Regions from separate parts of the Mus musculus genome. Here all the other regions are linked to region 1. A link is a contact called in public HiChIP or PLAC-seq and promoter capture Hi-C data. All regions are on one chromosome and are shown on one strand. Each heading gives the region's core, a stretch centred on a gene start, on an enhancer-like site or on the middle of the called end of the contact. The rest is flanking DNA. Distances are from core to core; before and after follow the strand shown. Region 1 holds the start of Isg20 (interferon-stimulated protein). Region 2 holds the start of Ntrk3 (neurotrophic tyrosine kinase, receptor, type 3). Region 3 has its middle 36 kb from the start of Gm39040. Region 4 has its middle 9.8 kb from the start of Gm24224. Region 5 overlaps Abhd2 (abhydrolase domain containing 2).

The links. Promoter capture Hi-C pulls out the DNA fragments that hold promoters and counts their contacts. HiChIP or PLAC-seq counts read pairs in DNA pulled down with a chosen protein or histone mark.
Region 2: a promoter capture Hi-C map of liver shows a contact between it and region 1, with 2.5 times the contacts expected there. The contact joins the promoter of Ntrk3 here to the promoter of Isg20 in region 1. A contact is called at or near these places in 1 of 39 promoter capture datasets (liver) and 1 of 115 datasets of contacts at active chromatin or transcription factors (embryonic stem cells).
Region 3: an H3K27ac HiChIP or PLAC-seq map of embryonic stem cells shows a contact between it and region 1, with 2.7 times the contacts expected there. The contact joins the enhancer-like site here to the promoter of Isg20 in region 1. A contact is called at or near these places in 2 of 39 promoter capture datasets (cranial neural crest and embryonic stem cells), 1 of 484 Hi-C or Micro-C datasets (myocytes), 9 of 115 datasets of contacts at active chromatin or transcription factors (SST interneurons, acute myeloid leukemia, embryonic basal ganglia and 3 more) and 2 of 9 other capture datasets (embryonic stem cells and liver).
Region 4: an H3K27ac HiChIP or PLAC-seq map of oligodendrocyte precursor cells shows a contact between it and region 1, with 5 times the contacts expected there. The contact joins the enhancer-like site here to the promoter of Isg20 in region 1. A contact is called at or near these places in 14 of 39 promoter capture datasets (the 3T3-L1 cell line, the C10 cell line, the HPC-7 cell line and 5 more), 3 of 15 datasets of contacts at CTCF or cohesin (embryonic stem cells and large pre-B cells), 90 of 484 Hi-C or Micro-C datasets (the 63-12 cell line, the AML12 cell line, B cells and 46 more), 19 of 115 datasets of contacts at active chromatin or transcription factors (DN3 thymocytes, the HPC-7 cell line, the NIH/3T3 cell line and 12 more) and 2 of 9 other capture datasets (embryonic stem cells and liver).
Region 5: a contact with region 1 is called in an HNF4G HiChIP or PLAC-seq map of pancreatic cancer cells. The contact joins the enhancer-like site here to the promoter of Isg20 in region 1. A contact is called at or near these places in 11 of 39 promoter capture datasets (the 3T3-L1 cell line, the C10 cell line, the HPC-7 cell line and 4 more), 6 of 115 datasets of contacts at active chromatin or transcription factors (acute myeloid leukemia, embryonic stem cells, extraembryonic endoderm stem cells and 3 more) and 1 of 9 other capture datasets (embryonic stem cells).

What each region holds. Positions count from the first base shown.
Region 1 is chr7:78,912,504-78,915,221 of GRCm38.p6, reverse strand. Isg20 (interferon-stimulated protein) reads right to left here and starts at 1,457. Exons shown (of 4, transcript NM_020583.5): 1 at 1,180-1,457; 2 at 648-900. The coding sequence starts at 875.
Region 2 is chr7:78,576,531-78,579,230 of GRCm38.p6, reverse strand. Ntrk3 (neurotrophic tyrosine kinase, receptor, type 3) reads left to right here and starts at 1,393. Exons shown (of 17, transcript NM_008746.5): 1 at 1,393-1,695. The coding sequence starts at 1,448.
Region 3 is chr7:79,210,210-79,212,909 of GRCm38.p6, reverse strand. No RefSeq gene overlaps it. Among named protein-coding and RNA genes, the nearest start is that of Gm39040, 36 kb to the left of the region's middle. Within about 2 kb of position 1,294, at least 55 of the 459 cell types and tissues checked have an H3K27ac peak or open chromatin away from gene starts, as enhancers often do. A contact at or near this core is called in embryonic stem cells, extraembryonic endoderm stem cells and pancreatic cancer cells, where this site is marked.
Region 4 is chr7:79,362,252-79,364,951 of GRCm38.p6, reverse strand. No RefSeq gene overlaps it. Among named protein-coding and RNA genes, the nearest start is that of Gm24224, 9.8 kb to the right of the region's middle. Within about 2 kb of position 1,366, at least 137 of the 459 cell types and tissues checked have an H3K27ac peak or open chromatin away from gene starts, as enhancers often do. A contact at or near this core is called in the 63-12 cell line, B cells, the BV-2 cell line and 19 more, where this site is marked.
Region 5 is chr7:79,323,161-79,325,860 of GRCm38.p6, reverse strand. Abhd2 (abhydrolase domain containing 2) reads right to left here. Exons shown (of 11, transcript NM_018811.6): 4 at 2,217-2,392; 5 at 260-427. Among named protein-coding and RNA genes, the nearest start is that of Gm39041, 26 kb to the right of the region's middle. Within about 2 kb of position 1,395, at least 31 of the 459 cell types and tissues checked have an H3K27ac peak or open chromatin away from gene starts, as enhancers often do. A contact at or near this core is called in forebrain and pancreatic cancer cells, where this site is marked.

The sequences.
Region 1 (2,718 bases), core at 208-2,707:
ACAAGTGCTACTAGTGTTTGGGCAATCTGGGGGGTGGGGGGCGGTTTGCTAAGCACCATCAGGGTACTGGGATTTCCACCCAGTGGGCAGTAGCAGAGCCTGGCTGCTTGCCACACAGCGGATGAGCAAGCCTGATCTATCTGGCGGCCCAGTGGGAGGATGGGCAGCCCTTAGAGTGCTCAGCTCCGTGTCCTACATGTCTGGAAGACATGGACACAAGGTTAAAGGGTAAGAACCTCGGGCCTCAGTGGCCCAGAGCACGCAGTCTGGGAACACAGTCTCCTTCAGCCCAGGAGCCTCTGGCCTCTGAGTCAGAGCCAGCTCAGCCTCAGAACCTCATTTCACAGGCTCACCAGAGCAGTGCGATGTAGAAGAGAAGGAACATCAGGTGGGACTCAATGTCCCCATCATAAGACCGGAAAGTTGGACCAGAAAGATGCCCTGAAAACAGCTGCAGATGGGAGCCTAAGATTCTCTGGTGGTGGGGAGACTAACTTAGTTGAGGGCTGTGATAGGGAGACCCAGAGTCCTTCCCTCCCTCAAATATGTGAGAAATTCCTCATGGGAGAGTCACAGACCACAGACCCTAGGAAGGAGCTGAGGTGGAAGGACAAATGTGCCTCGACTCCTGCTCCTTCTTCACTTACCTCTAGCCTGGCTTCACCAAATGGCGTGGCCCTCACCATGTGCTGAGGCGTGACCCCGCTGACTTGGGTTCTGTAGTCCGTGATCTCTCCCTCGGGTCGGATGTACTTGTCATACAGGACTGCGCCATGGATGTTCACAATGCTGCAGCGGGCGAGGCCACTCACCCTTTGAGGCCCAAGCCCCACCATCTCACAGTCCATGGCCACCACCTCTGGGATGCCTGCCATGCTCCTTGGCGACCCTCAGAAAGCCCTGGAGGATGGGGAGGTGGGGGGTGGGGGAGAGCCAGGCTGTCAGTCAAGAACCAACAGCCCTCCAGGCATCCTGGGCCACCACCCTGCCAAACTACACCCTGAGCCCTGCCCATTATCTCCAGTGCCACCTGGCAACAGAAGCTGGCCTCTTGCCAGCCTTCAGCTTCTGTGTGCTATAGGTCCCAGAGCTTGCTGGTCCTGTCTGGCTGTCCCACCTCGAAGCCCCCTCCCATTGCCTCCCAGTTTGGGCAGCTATGTGGTTGGTACCTGCTCTCACCTGTCTCAGTGCCCTGGGTTCTCTTCTGCCCCTCTGTTTCCACTTCTCGGCTACTTCAGTCACTTTGGGAAGTGACTCATCTCTAACGGGGAGCCTGCCTGTTTTAGTTTCAGTTTCTGGTTCATTATCAAGGGAAGTTGAGGAGTGGGGGCAGGCCTTGTAGCCTGGGCTGTTCCATCTCCTCAAGGCTGGCCAGGTAAGGGGGCTGGCAGGTTGAGTCAGGGCTGGTGGCCGCGTCAGGCTGTCCCTCCTCTGGCCCTGCCCTACTCCTCCCTTTCGGATGACGTGTCTGACGTGGACGGAGTGGATTGCAACATCTTTCTTTGCTTTTCTCACCCTCCACCCAGAGAATAAACATCTCCGGGATTGGAGCCTGGGGAAGGTCCCACAACTTCTGGGACCTGCTGTCAGTGTGCTACCCTGGGAGGTTTTCTGAGGACAGAGCAAGCAGTTCTTGAGATGCTGGTACCATTAACTGGGAAGGGCAGCAAGGGGTTGGGGGAGGAGGAGGGTCTAGTCCTTGGTGCCTCATTGGGCAGAGACTCTACCTGGGAGAGTTGACAAACAGCAGCAGACCTTTAGAGGGCCTCAAGCCAGGCTGTTCTTCCTCCTGGGTTCTAGTCTCCTGGGCTGGGACTTAGAATCCTTAGAGTGATACCTATTATTAGGTCCAAAAGGAAAAATTCCAAGAACCCTCCCCAGCCCCCTGAAATAAAGGGCAGGCCCACTGTCTTTGTCCAAAATGACAGTCTGGCCCGCAGCTCAAGCTGGACTATAGGGTTTCTTGTGTATAGCTCAAAGTTCTCACAAAGAGTTCCTCAGAAACCTGTCAGAACAGTTCTGTGGGTCCACATGACAGCCCATGCTAGCCTGCAGACTCCTTCACATGACACATGTTCACATGTACCTGTTCTGCACTGGCCTTCTGACCCCTCTCACCTCCCTGACTCCTCCGCTCTGCTAGCTCCCAGGCCCTTCCACCTCAGCCCCGTCCGTTTTCCTTAAAACCAGCAATATCCCCACTCTACCCCCTGCCGCTCTTACTATTCTCTTCTCTAGCTCCCCACTCCTATTTTCTCTGCTCCTGAGAGATGGTCCTGTCCATGGGCAGGCAGTCTGCTGCTTTTCCTCTCTGCTCTGGACTCTTCTGGATGCCCCTGGCTGGTCTCTCATAGCGACAAGAAAACTCCTCCCCTGAATCATGGAGCCCCTGTTGCTTATTCCTAACACGCAGGGAACGTTCAGTATTCTAATAAACAAACTGAGGTATGCGCGGATCAGAAACAGACTCAGCTTTCTAAGAGGGGAGCGCTTGCAGAACACACCAGAGAGAGAGAGGCCAAAGGAAGAATATATATGGATCTGCATTCGCTTTGCCACTCGGGGAGATAAAACACAGAGGCGCTAGGCTATGTTCCTTTCTCTCCGCTGGGGTGCGGGGCTTGTGGGTCATACCGCTCAGGGGAGAGGAAATGAAACCTAAGATAGGGGCCCCAGTTCATTGTCACTGGGTCGGAAACTGTGGTTCTCAAACTCCTG
Region 2 (2,700 bases), core at 144-2,643, 340 kb after region 1:
GCCCTTCGCATCTCAATTTCCTGGCCGCTTCTTTCGCATGAATCGCTCGCCCTGGGCCACCTCGGTTCTCCAGCGCAGTCCTGCAGGCGCTCCTTCCCTCTTTCTCTCCTTCTCTGGTCCCTGTTTGTCCAAGGCGGAACCCATAACGCACCGCCAAGAAGGAGCAATAGGCTCAGGGGCACTCAGTGTGCCATGCCACGCAGTCCCCTCCCAAGCTGAGCCCAGCTCCCGGGACTCTTGATTACCCAAATGAGTGTCATTCAGATCTAGGTCTGCACGTCTGCGGCCGGCGTCCCTGGCTGCCTCGCTCGGGTTCCTGTGCGCTCCTGATTCCCGTCACTGTCCGTGAGCCCGAGACCCTCACTCAGGCTGGGGAGCATCCCGGGTCACCTGGGCCACGCTCATTTCGCTTCCTCCTGCGGAGGAGATTGCAGCAAAACCGGGCAGCACGAGGGCCAAAAAGTGGAAGGGAGAACGCCTTTCGTGTTGCTCAGTCAGCTTGCCAACTCTCCCTCCCCAACGCCGACCCTCGGAATCCCAACTGCAACTTTTCCTTTCCGTCTCGTTTTCCCCTCGGCTGCAGCGAGCGGGCGCGGGCGTGGAGCGGGCGGGCAGCGGCGCGGCTGCGGGTGGCGGTACCGGCGAGAGCCGAGAGCCGGCGAGTGGGTGGGTGGGTGGGGAAGCAGGAGGGAGAGGACGGGCGGGGAGAGAGAGGGGTGTGGGGAGGGGAGGGAGGGGGAGATTCCGCTCTCCTGCCTCTCCCAGCCCGGGCGGGGGGCGGGGGGGGGGGAGGAGGCCGCGAGGAGGGAGGGGAGGAGGGAGGGAGGGAACCGAGGAAGACGCTCCGATAACCCGTGCGTTTCGTAAGGCTCGGAGCACTTGTACATTTCTGCAGGCGCGTAGCGAGCCATTCGCCGCGACTGCTGCAGCTCTGACTGCATCTTCCTTCTCCTCCTTCCTCCAGCTCCGCGCGTGTGTATGTGAGTGTGTGCGAGTGTGTTTTGCAGGTGTGTCCGTTTTAATTCTGCCTAGGAGGTGGGACTTGGTGACTTTAGCACCATCTTTTTTTCTTTTTTTATTATTATTTTTGCCTTCCCACCGTCTGTTGTTACAACCCTGCAAAGTCTCGGAGTCGGAGAGCGCGCCTCGTTTCCAGAGCTTCTGGACCCCGCAAGCCGGCGAGCGCCGAGCCGGCCACCATGCCCGGCAGACCGCGCCACTAGGCGCTCCCCGCGGCTCCCACCCGGTGGCGGCGGCGGCCGCGATGGTTTCCGACGCTGAAGGATTTTGCATCTGATCGTTCGGCGTTTCAAAGGCAGAGGCCCCCCTCCCCCTTCCCCCCTCCCTCGCTGTCTTTGTTTCCTTCCCCCCCTGCTCTCCCCACTCCCCCCACCCCACCCCCCTCTCCTCTCCTCCTCCTCCTCTTTTTTAGAAGCAGCGATCGGAGATGGATGTCTCTCTTTGCCCAGCCAAGTGTAGTTTCTGGCGGATTTTCTTGCTGGGAAGCGTCTGGCTGGACTATGTGGGCTCCGTGCTGGCTTGCCCTGCAAATTGTGTCTGCAGCAAGACTGAGATCAATTGCCGGCGGCCGGACGATGGGAACCTCTTCCCTCTCCTGGAAGGGCAGGATTCAGGGAACAGCAATGGGAACGCCAGCATCAACATTACGGACATCTCAAGGAATATCACTTCCATGTAAGTCAGGCGGCCGCTACCCAGCCCGCCCCCCACCCCCGCCCCAGCTTCGCGTCTCCGTCTTGCCCGCCCGCGGCCCGGGAACTGGCCCTGCGCTCCCCAGCTCGCCTCTGTTCGCAGCCCGCCGGGTGCGCATCAGGCTCGCCCTGGCTCGGGAGATGCTGTAGGGCTGCGTGTTTCAGGTGACTCCAGCCCTAGCCAGGCGTGATTTGATGATGCTGGTGGGTACCTCTCCCTGGAGAGGACCCTTCCGGGCGGAGTGCACCCGGGCCCAGCTCCTGTCCCCGCCCCCACCCTCTGCCTGCTCGTTTCGAGGGTGCGAATTGGGTTCTATGCCCCCCACTAAATAGCAACAGTTTGGCCACGCTCAAGTGGAATAAAGTAGAGGCGTCTCGTTTCCCTGACAGGCGGTGGCAGATAGCGGCGGCAGAGGCAAAGCTTAGCCTAGCCTTGGAGGGAAGGTGACAGATAGGGACTGCTTGAGAACCAATCGGGATTTTTTAAAAAAAAAACTGTTTCCCTTTGGAGAGAGCAAAACATGCCAATAAGTAAACAAGTTGGAAGCTGGCTTCTCCCGAGGAGACTTCGGACGTGTTCTGGCCGTCATGGACGCCTACCTCTTTGCTTTTCCTCCCCCCCACCTCCCGCCGCCTTCTCCAACCCCATTTTGGGCATTTCCGAGACATCCCCCCCTTTCCCACCCTCATCTGCATCTGGGCGCCTACAGACCCTTTCCTGGCTTGGGCTTCCATAACTGCCCAGGGTAATTCTGAGTCAGGTTGCTGGAGGCAGGAGAGAGAGGACGACCTGGGTTTTGGGAAGGAAATTTCTTTCACAATTCTGCGGTTCCTTCCCCCCACCCCCTTTCTCTCAAAAATTGAACTCTGCGTGGCGTTTGGCTGGTTTGCCCCGGCTGAGTGGGACCCTGTGTAGTGGCCTGCTCTTTTCTTGTTGTGTTTCTTTGGTAGGGATGGGGCCAGAGGCCTGTGAAGGAGTGAAAGGAAG
Region 3 (2,700 bases), core at 45-2,544, 300 kb before region 1:
TTGATATGAGCTGAGGCTGACTTTGAACTGCTGATCTTCTTGCCTCTTGAATGCTGTGATTTTATTTACTTACTTGCCCTGCTCTTTGCATGGTATTGAGAAATGAATCTTTGGTCTTGTGCATAGTAGGCAGACACTCTGCCCTTTAAGGTTTATCCTTAGCTAAGAACTCTTTTAATCCTAAGAAAGACACCTACAGAGGTAGAGCTATTAGGAAAATGCTGGAGGGGGTAGGGTATCACCCAGGGGTAAAGGGAATCCTAAAGATGCAAAGAACATCTAATCCCCAGCTCCAAAGAAAATCAGGGAAGGTAAGGGCAAGAAGGGAGAGGCAGGAACAGGAAGGAAAGGAAAGTAGAAGAGGACACACCGAGGCACAGAAAGCACCAGCCACTTGTCTTGGATCTAACAACTAGAGAACTTCAAGGTCCGTGAGCCCAGCAACTCACCTGTGACTCCTAGCTCATGGCTGCTCCAATGACATCATGCGTGTCCTTGCTGGGTGTTGGCTAGAGTATTAGGGCTGCCTTTGCTCATTTGCTTCTCAGGTATCAGTTTCCTAAAGAGCATGAGCCACTTGTCCAGCATCCCTGTGCTCATGGCAATGTAATTGGCAGTCAATGTCCAGTTGACTCTCAAAATGCTCCTCTCCACATCCTTCTTTTGATTTTGTTTGTTCTAGATAGCTCTGGCTGGCCTGGAACTTCCTATGTAGACCCGGCTGGGCTTGAACTCGCAGAGGTCCACCTGCCTCTGCCTCTTGAATGCTGGTACTAACAGCACATCCCACCATGCCCAGTGACTCCTGTATTTTTAAATATTGATCTTTGTTGAGGCTGAAGTTTATTTTACTAAGCATTTTTATGTCCAACTTAGGAAACTACCTTAAAACCGAAACCCAAACAGAAACGATGCCCATCTCTTGTGTTGTCCCAGCTTTTCAGGTTACCAGAGAGATGTGTGTGGGAAAGGGAAGAACGAGGAAGTTCAGGCGTGGGTCAGCAGAATCTCCCAGATGTTTTCAAGCATACAATGTATTAGTCTTCTCTGGAGCATTTTTGTGAGAGGGGACATCTGACTGGCTTTTTCAGGAACACAGATCCTGCTCTCAGAGAGGACATTCACTGCTTTGTGTACTATCAGACATTGCTGTCTTCATTGTGATTCATGTCCTGGGGGGTGGGGTGGGGTGTGGCAAGACTTCTGGAGAGTTTGGAAAGTGGGGTAGGGTCTGAGGCAAAGAATGTGCTGATGTGGACGTGCCTACACAGCCCCAGGCACGGTGCAGACAGGCACCCGACAAAGCCCTCTGAGCTCCCTGGGGAGATGCAGACTTCTGATAGGGCAAAAGGCACCGGGTGTGTAAAGCATAGGCAGATGAGGAGCATGCCAAGTCAGGCTGCGACTTGAAATTCCCCAGGCTTAAGCAACTGTCCCTCCTAATTTGTCACATACCTCTCCTTTTACCAAGCACCCCCCCAGCCCCCAACATTTGTGTTGGAACCTTGGACTTACCCACACCCACCACTCCACAATGCTGTTTACATAATGTGACAAGGTCACACAAACGGGTCACAGAACTAGGGCTTAGTGCCAACACCTTGAAGATAGGGGAGAGGGGCGGCGGGGGGGGGACGGGACGGACGACGACACTCTACTGTTTTGAGATGAAGTCTCATTTTGTAGTCCAAACCAGTCTTGCATTTTCAGTCCTCCTGCCTCAGCCTCTTAAGGTGGGATTATGTGATGGTAAATTAATCCCCTCCAGTGAGAATTTACTCCAATTACACAGGGAATAATAAGGAAAAAAAAAAAACCCTCTTTAATAGCAGTGCAAGTCTGGCTCTGGCTAATACCCAAAGAGAAACTGGACCCTGAACCTGGATCCCTTATGGCTTATACAAATGAGTTGCCTTTGGGCTCACAGCCTCATACTTTGGGCAATTAAACACTTTTACAGTTTGGGCAATTAAACACATTTTACAGAGTCAGGAAATTGCAAGTTTGGACACTTTAGACATATGGGAGATTTAAGTAAGGCATTGTCAAAGTTATCTGAAACAAGCTGAGTTTTTTTTAGGGGCAGCCATGAACCAATGTCATTCTGCCTGCCTGGCAGAATTACACTCTTCTGAATAAAAGGCACAGGATTTAAAGGACCAATAGAAGCCAACACCATCTATGAAACTTTCCTGTGGAGGCAAAAATCCTTTGGCTAAGTTTTACTTACATGTAACTTAATATAAGCAAGTTTATTGGTAAACCCTTCATACATCAGTCTGACTTCCACTTCCTTGTTCAACCACAAGTCTGTGCCACCACACTCCATAAATCTTTACTTTGGAGGGAGAGAGTCTGGACTTGAAAATGTAGGGGTGTCTGAGTCATGTGATTACATTGCATGTTGGGCAGAGGGAAAACCAGTAGAGAGGTGAAGACAGCCAGGTTTGAGATGGTCCCTGGATTGCAGCCTTCTTCAAGATCTGGGTTAAGAAACGGTGGGCAGCACTCCGGAACCTGAGGCAATGGATAGACATCCCACCCTCATTCCTGGCTCCCCCCATCCCAAGATGGCTGGGGCTCAGGGTCTGATCCCACCAGGGCCAGGCGCGTCCCTAGTCTGAGCTTCTGCCATCTCTGGGGCAAGTGCCTCCTGACTGAGTCAGACATCCCTTCTTGGGTCTCCTCCTCCCACACATC
Region 4 (2,700 bases), core at 117-2,616, 450 kb before region 1:
GGTATAGTGAAGGTCTGCCTGAGGCTGCGGGAGAGAGCCAGGTCACCTGGAATGGGTGTGGAGAGGTAACAGGGCACTACATGGATTTGTGCTTTAGGAAAACTAAAGAGGCCAGAATGAAGACCAAAGCGAGCCCAGCTCCTATCACCAGGAACCAGGTTCCCTCAGGAGAGCAGCCTGGGAGAGTGGCGGTTGGCCCTGGGGACCGAGGAGGTCAGCAATGATTTCAGGTGATGTTGACTGCTCTGTGTCTGTGGTCTGGGGGGCAGAATGCCCACCGAGACTAAGGGTGATCCTATAGGCGCTAGAAATGGACTGTCCCCAATTTATGGCAACAGAAGATTACTTGGCTAATGGGGACCAGTTATAGATTTCCTAATTGACAGGAGTCTAGTAAAAAGTTGTGAATTTTCTGAACCTCGCCATGTCAGTCTTAATCTACCAATTAGAAATTGATTTCAGCTTCTTTATTAGGCATTGGTGAAAGCTCTACCTATGTATACGCTAGGAAAAAAACAGCTGGAAAACATGGCAGACAGACTCTTCCAAAGGAGACAGCTGTCTGTGTTCTGGGTGTCTGGGGATAGTTGGCAAGCTGTACTCTGTAGCCTGTTGCTAAGGACCACTTCAGGAGGATGCTGGGCTGTAGCACCTGGAGGCAGCAAGGCCAGCAGAGCAGCCTTTGCTCTGGATGCTGTTGGGGTTCCTTAGCCAGCAGGGGCCTGCTCCTGTGTCCTTAGCTATAAACATAGTTTGGGAAAATTGACCCCAGGCAGAGGGGACAACTGTCCTTTGCTTAGCTAACAGGTGGAAGAAACTTGGCCCTCAATGGCTTGGTCTCTAAATGCCAAGCAGGCCCCTTTTGGAAGCATTTGAGTGATCTAATGTGGCTTTGAAAGAGAGTAAGGCCAAGACGACGGGTGGGTGGAGGGGCTTAGATCCAGATCACTCATGTTGTTGGGGTGAGAGGTGGGGGTGATGTCATAGGAGCCTCCAGGCCACCTGAGGAAATTCTCTGGTTTGGCTGTGGCTTTGCTTCAGACTTTCATAGGAGAAGAGTTTGAATTCTTAGGCCACAATGTTGTCATACCAGGGGATTTTCTAGAGGCAAGTTAAGGCTTTGTGGGTAAAGAAAACAATTCCAGATGATACTGTGACAGGATGCTGAGGTGACATGCTTCCTAAGAACTCTCTCATGTGCCTAAAGGAAGAAAACCCAGGGGTTCCTTCAACTCCACAAGTCCTGTCTCCACACCCCCACACCCACTTCCTCCTTCTTTTAAAACTGTCACTCAAGTCAGGATCAAGGCCACAGGAAAAGAAAAGCCTCTCACATCTCTAACACCTGCTTCCGGGGCAAACATAAACACGTGCTCTGTATCTCCGGACCTGGCAAACTCTATCTCAAGTCAGCCACTTACAAAGAGGGCTCTCATCCGGATGCCAGCCAGATAAGCTCAGCCACCCAGAAGGTTCAGCTGAGCCAGAGCGAGCCTGCCCAGGAAGGACCTCTGGCTTGGCAACCATCCACCCTTAGCCTGGTCACACTGAAGACCGAGGCACTCTCCTCATTACTGTGGCTCTCACCCGCTACAGTCACAAGACTACCCTCAGAATAGCAAGGAAACGGTCATGACGGTCAAGACTAGGAAGAGAGGCCAGAGACGGGGTTTTGGATGTTGCCTCGTGTCCTAACTAGGAAAAGTTGAATGCACACGCGCCTTCTCTCTCTTAAGATGAAGATGAGCTTAGGGGTCAGGGTTCACTCCCTTCTACGTGCAACTTCAGACACACTTAACAATGATGGAGAGAATGATTCACAAGTGAGTGAAGCAGCCTCAGAGATGCTATAGAACAAGGTAACAGGTTCAAGAGAGGTGAAGTGACTTGCCCGTGTGTCCGGCATGAGTCAGAGCCAGTGGGGGTGAGCAACCAGGTCTCCTGACGCTGGTTCTGTAACACCATGTGAATAAAGGAAGACACCCTTAGAGGAATGTTTCAGTAGATCCCAAGGTTCCCTGTGAGTGTAGGATACCACAGGCGTGAGAGGGATACACTGACACGTTTTCCACCTTCACTCTGCTCTGGCATGGAAGACACAAAGTTGGTGCAGGAAAGAACGGGCGTTCAAGTCTGCAAGCTTCCCTGCTAACTAGGCAGTCTTGATCATCATTTTGATGCTAGGTAATCCTAATTTGACTGAAGTCCATGGTTTCCAATTATTTGGGAAGCAGGGAGTACAACTGGAATAATATAGGTGCACTCCGCACTTGGGTCTTAATGTTATTCCAGCCACAGAATTGTCTACATCTATGTAATTTATATCCTTGATTTAAAAACAGAATACTCTCTAAACGCTAGAGCGAGGCAGCCCAGAGGAAGGAAAGCAGCCGACCTACATAGAGGGCTGTCCTCCCATTCATTAGGCAAAGCTGGCACCTCCACAGTCATGCCTCTGTACTCTCATTCAGGGCCAAACAAGAATTTTCCTGTCCGACTGCCACGGTCACGGTCTCATTTCCATGTCTGAGAGCCCAAAACTTAAATAAAGAGCCTCAGTTGATTTCATGTGAAGCAAAATGGAATGCCAGTGCCATTCAGAGTGACACACTAAGGAGGCTTCAGCTGGTACACGTCCCCTCCCCCAGCCCCAGGGAGGGCCTGGATCTCTAGGCGTATGGCAGCTCCACCTCTCCCCAG
Region 5 (2,700 bases), core at 146-2,645, 410 kb before region 1:
CTCTCTGACCAGCCAGGCCCATGAGCAAGGCCATCCCCTAAAGCCCCGAGGAACTGAGATGGATGCCCACCTCCAAAGCTGCTCAGGCACTGCATCATGGATGGCAGTGTAAGCTACTGTAACAAGTGTGTCACCCCATCGTCTCTTGTGGATGTTCAGAAATTCTACACTTATAGTCTCAAGGCAACAGGCTGGAGGGGCTGCACACTCTCTGTGAGGGGCGAGAGGGAGGCTCCATTTGGCCATACCCCATGCTTACCATAGGTGAACATTCGTGGGGAGGTCAGCTCAATGTTGGGGAGGGCTCCCAGGTGGTTTAGCACTGCGCACCGGTAGCCATTTTTCTGGGCATAGTCAACGAAGGTTCGGATATACTGCTTCTCGCTGTGGTTGGCAATTCCAGGACAGATGACCATGGTGATGTCATCTACAGGGTAGAGAAGGAGATCTTTATGCATCCATTTAATATATAAACACTGACATTAACAGGTGTTGAGACAGTGAGATTCTGGACAAGTCTCTCTCCCTCCTTCCTTCCCTTCTTTCTTCCTCTCTCTCTCTCTTGAGAGCCTCCCTTTGCAAGCCCTGGCTGGATTCCACATAGATCTACCTGCCACTGCCTCCCTAGTGCTGGAATGAAAGGTGTGCGCCGCCATGACTGGTCTGTTCTTTTTCATTTTCAGTCTGGTCTATTTTTCATTTTGAAATGCTTCTGTTTATGTTTGCTAAAAGGAAGATGTACCCCTCCCCCGGGCAGGGAAGTAAAGCATAAGCGAAATAAAGCAGCTCTCTTAAGAGTATTCCTTGGGTGCAGACACAAGCACTGATCGCTGCAGGGAGCCGGGCTGACGGGAAGTCATGGATAAGAGACTTAGAGCTGGTTGTGTCCTTTTGGTACCATACTGAGTACCAGCAAGAACGACTGACTGCTCAACCTAAACTTTACGCTACTTGGTTGCCGTTGTTATCACTCTTGTTTTCAGACTGGGTCTCATGTAGCCCACGCTGGCCTTGAATTGCTGATCCTCAAGTGTCCATCTCTTGAATGTTTGGATTTCAGGTGTGAGCCATCACACCAAGTTTAAATTGGATGCTTAAATGCTACAAGTCAAATTATTAGAAATAAGAGAAAGAAAGCATTTAACTAACTATGGTGGGGGCACAGATGTATGAAGGACCCACGACAGTACTTGCAAACGTAGCAGGAACTCCATCCCTAGTCATGTACTCATTCCTTTGGTGACTGTTTGTGTGGAGCACAGACTCCTGGGCCCCGGGACTCCTGCACTACAGCAGCAGGGCCCTAAACAGCCCCAGAAGTAGCTAGATTGGCAGGTGCCATGAGGGACTAAGGCAGGGAGGCACCTCGGGTCTAGAGAAAGGAACCATAGTCTCAGAGGAGGTGACATCTGAGACCTGAATGACAGGGAGGTGGCCACGTGAGGGCATGGGGAGGAAAACTACTCAGCAATTCCAGTTACTTGAAATAAATGAGCTGGCGCACGTTTGCTGCTGCAATTTACCCATAAATAATGACTACACGTCTATAATAAACTAGGTATCTTTGAATAAAAAAAAAAACCATGTTCTCTCCTGGTAGGGACTGCATTCAAAAAGATGCTGGCATCCAACTGCACTTCCTCTGAAGGCTTCATTATGAGGCCTTTGCCATCGCCGTTTACTGTATAGCTGGCAAACGCTCACAGCAGCGGAAACTGGAGTCATTTCTTGGATGAGGTGTCACTGACTCATGAAAAGCAAGTATGGCTTTAATGTGTCCTTTTGTCCCAGGAGATTTACACACCAGGCACCCGAGAGCCTTTATGCCCTGCTGCCCAGCAAATAAACCCACCCTAGATTGCTTTTCCAAGTCCCAGCTTCCCACGGTTCAAGGGAGATAGCATCGCCCACCTCACAGGGCGAGGGGAGGATTGGAGAGATAACAGTAGGAAATGTTACTGAGTCCTGGGGGGCTCTGGGCTCCAAGCTCTTCCTGCCATCCTTTAAGACAGGCTTCCGTACTTTAAGAGGGATCATAATTCTCTACTGACTGTGGCTAATGTGAACTAACACGCACAGGCTGGAGTTAAACCTGATGGCCTGGCCTCTGAACACAATGGGACAGTGGGTGACACAGGCATTTCACACACTGCTCCCCACTGATGGCTGCTCCTCTCTCTAAGGGTGGCTCAACACCAGGACCTAAAGTGGCTCACCTCCAACACAGTGCTCAGCCAGGGGCTCGAAGAGGTCGAAGGTAGAAGTGGCACCATCCGACATGGTGATGAACTTGCGGTGCCCGTAAGGGTGTGGTGACCTCACCCTCCCCATCTTCCCATACAAGGCTGTCTGGATATGTCCGCTTTTCCCCCAGATCAGTGGTGGAATGTATCTGAGAAAGGAGAGGAAGAAAAATAGGAGTGGTTAGTTTCCTCCACATTTATTGAACAAAGGTACCCTAGTTTTTAAGGCCTTTCTCCACACATTATTCTGCACACTAACCATAAACACAATGGGTTCCTTTTGTGATGTAGGGTCTCGTGCATACTGAGTGAGCACTTCGCCACTGAGCTGAACATTTTTAACCACCTTATTATATCCATGCTCTGTTCGTTAATGCCTCCCACGCCAAGTTAGCTTTAGGAACCAACCGTGGTTTCAAATTTAGAGCATCAAGCAATTCAACATGGGCTATTTCTA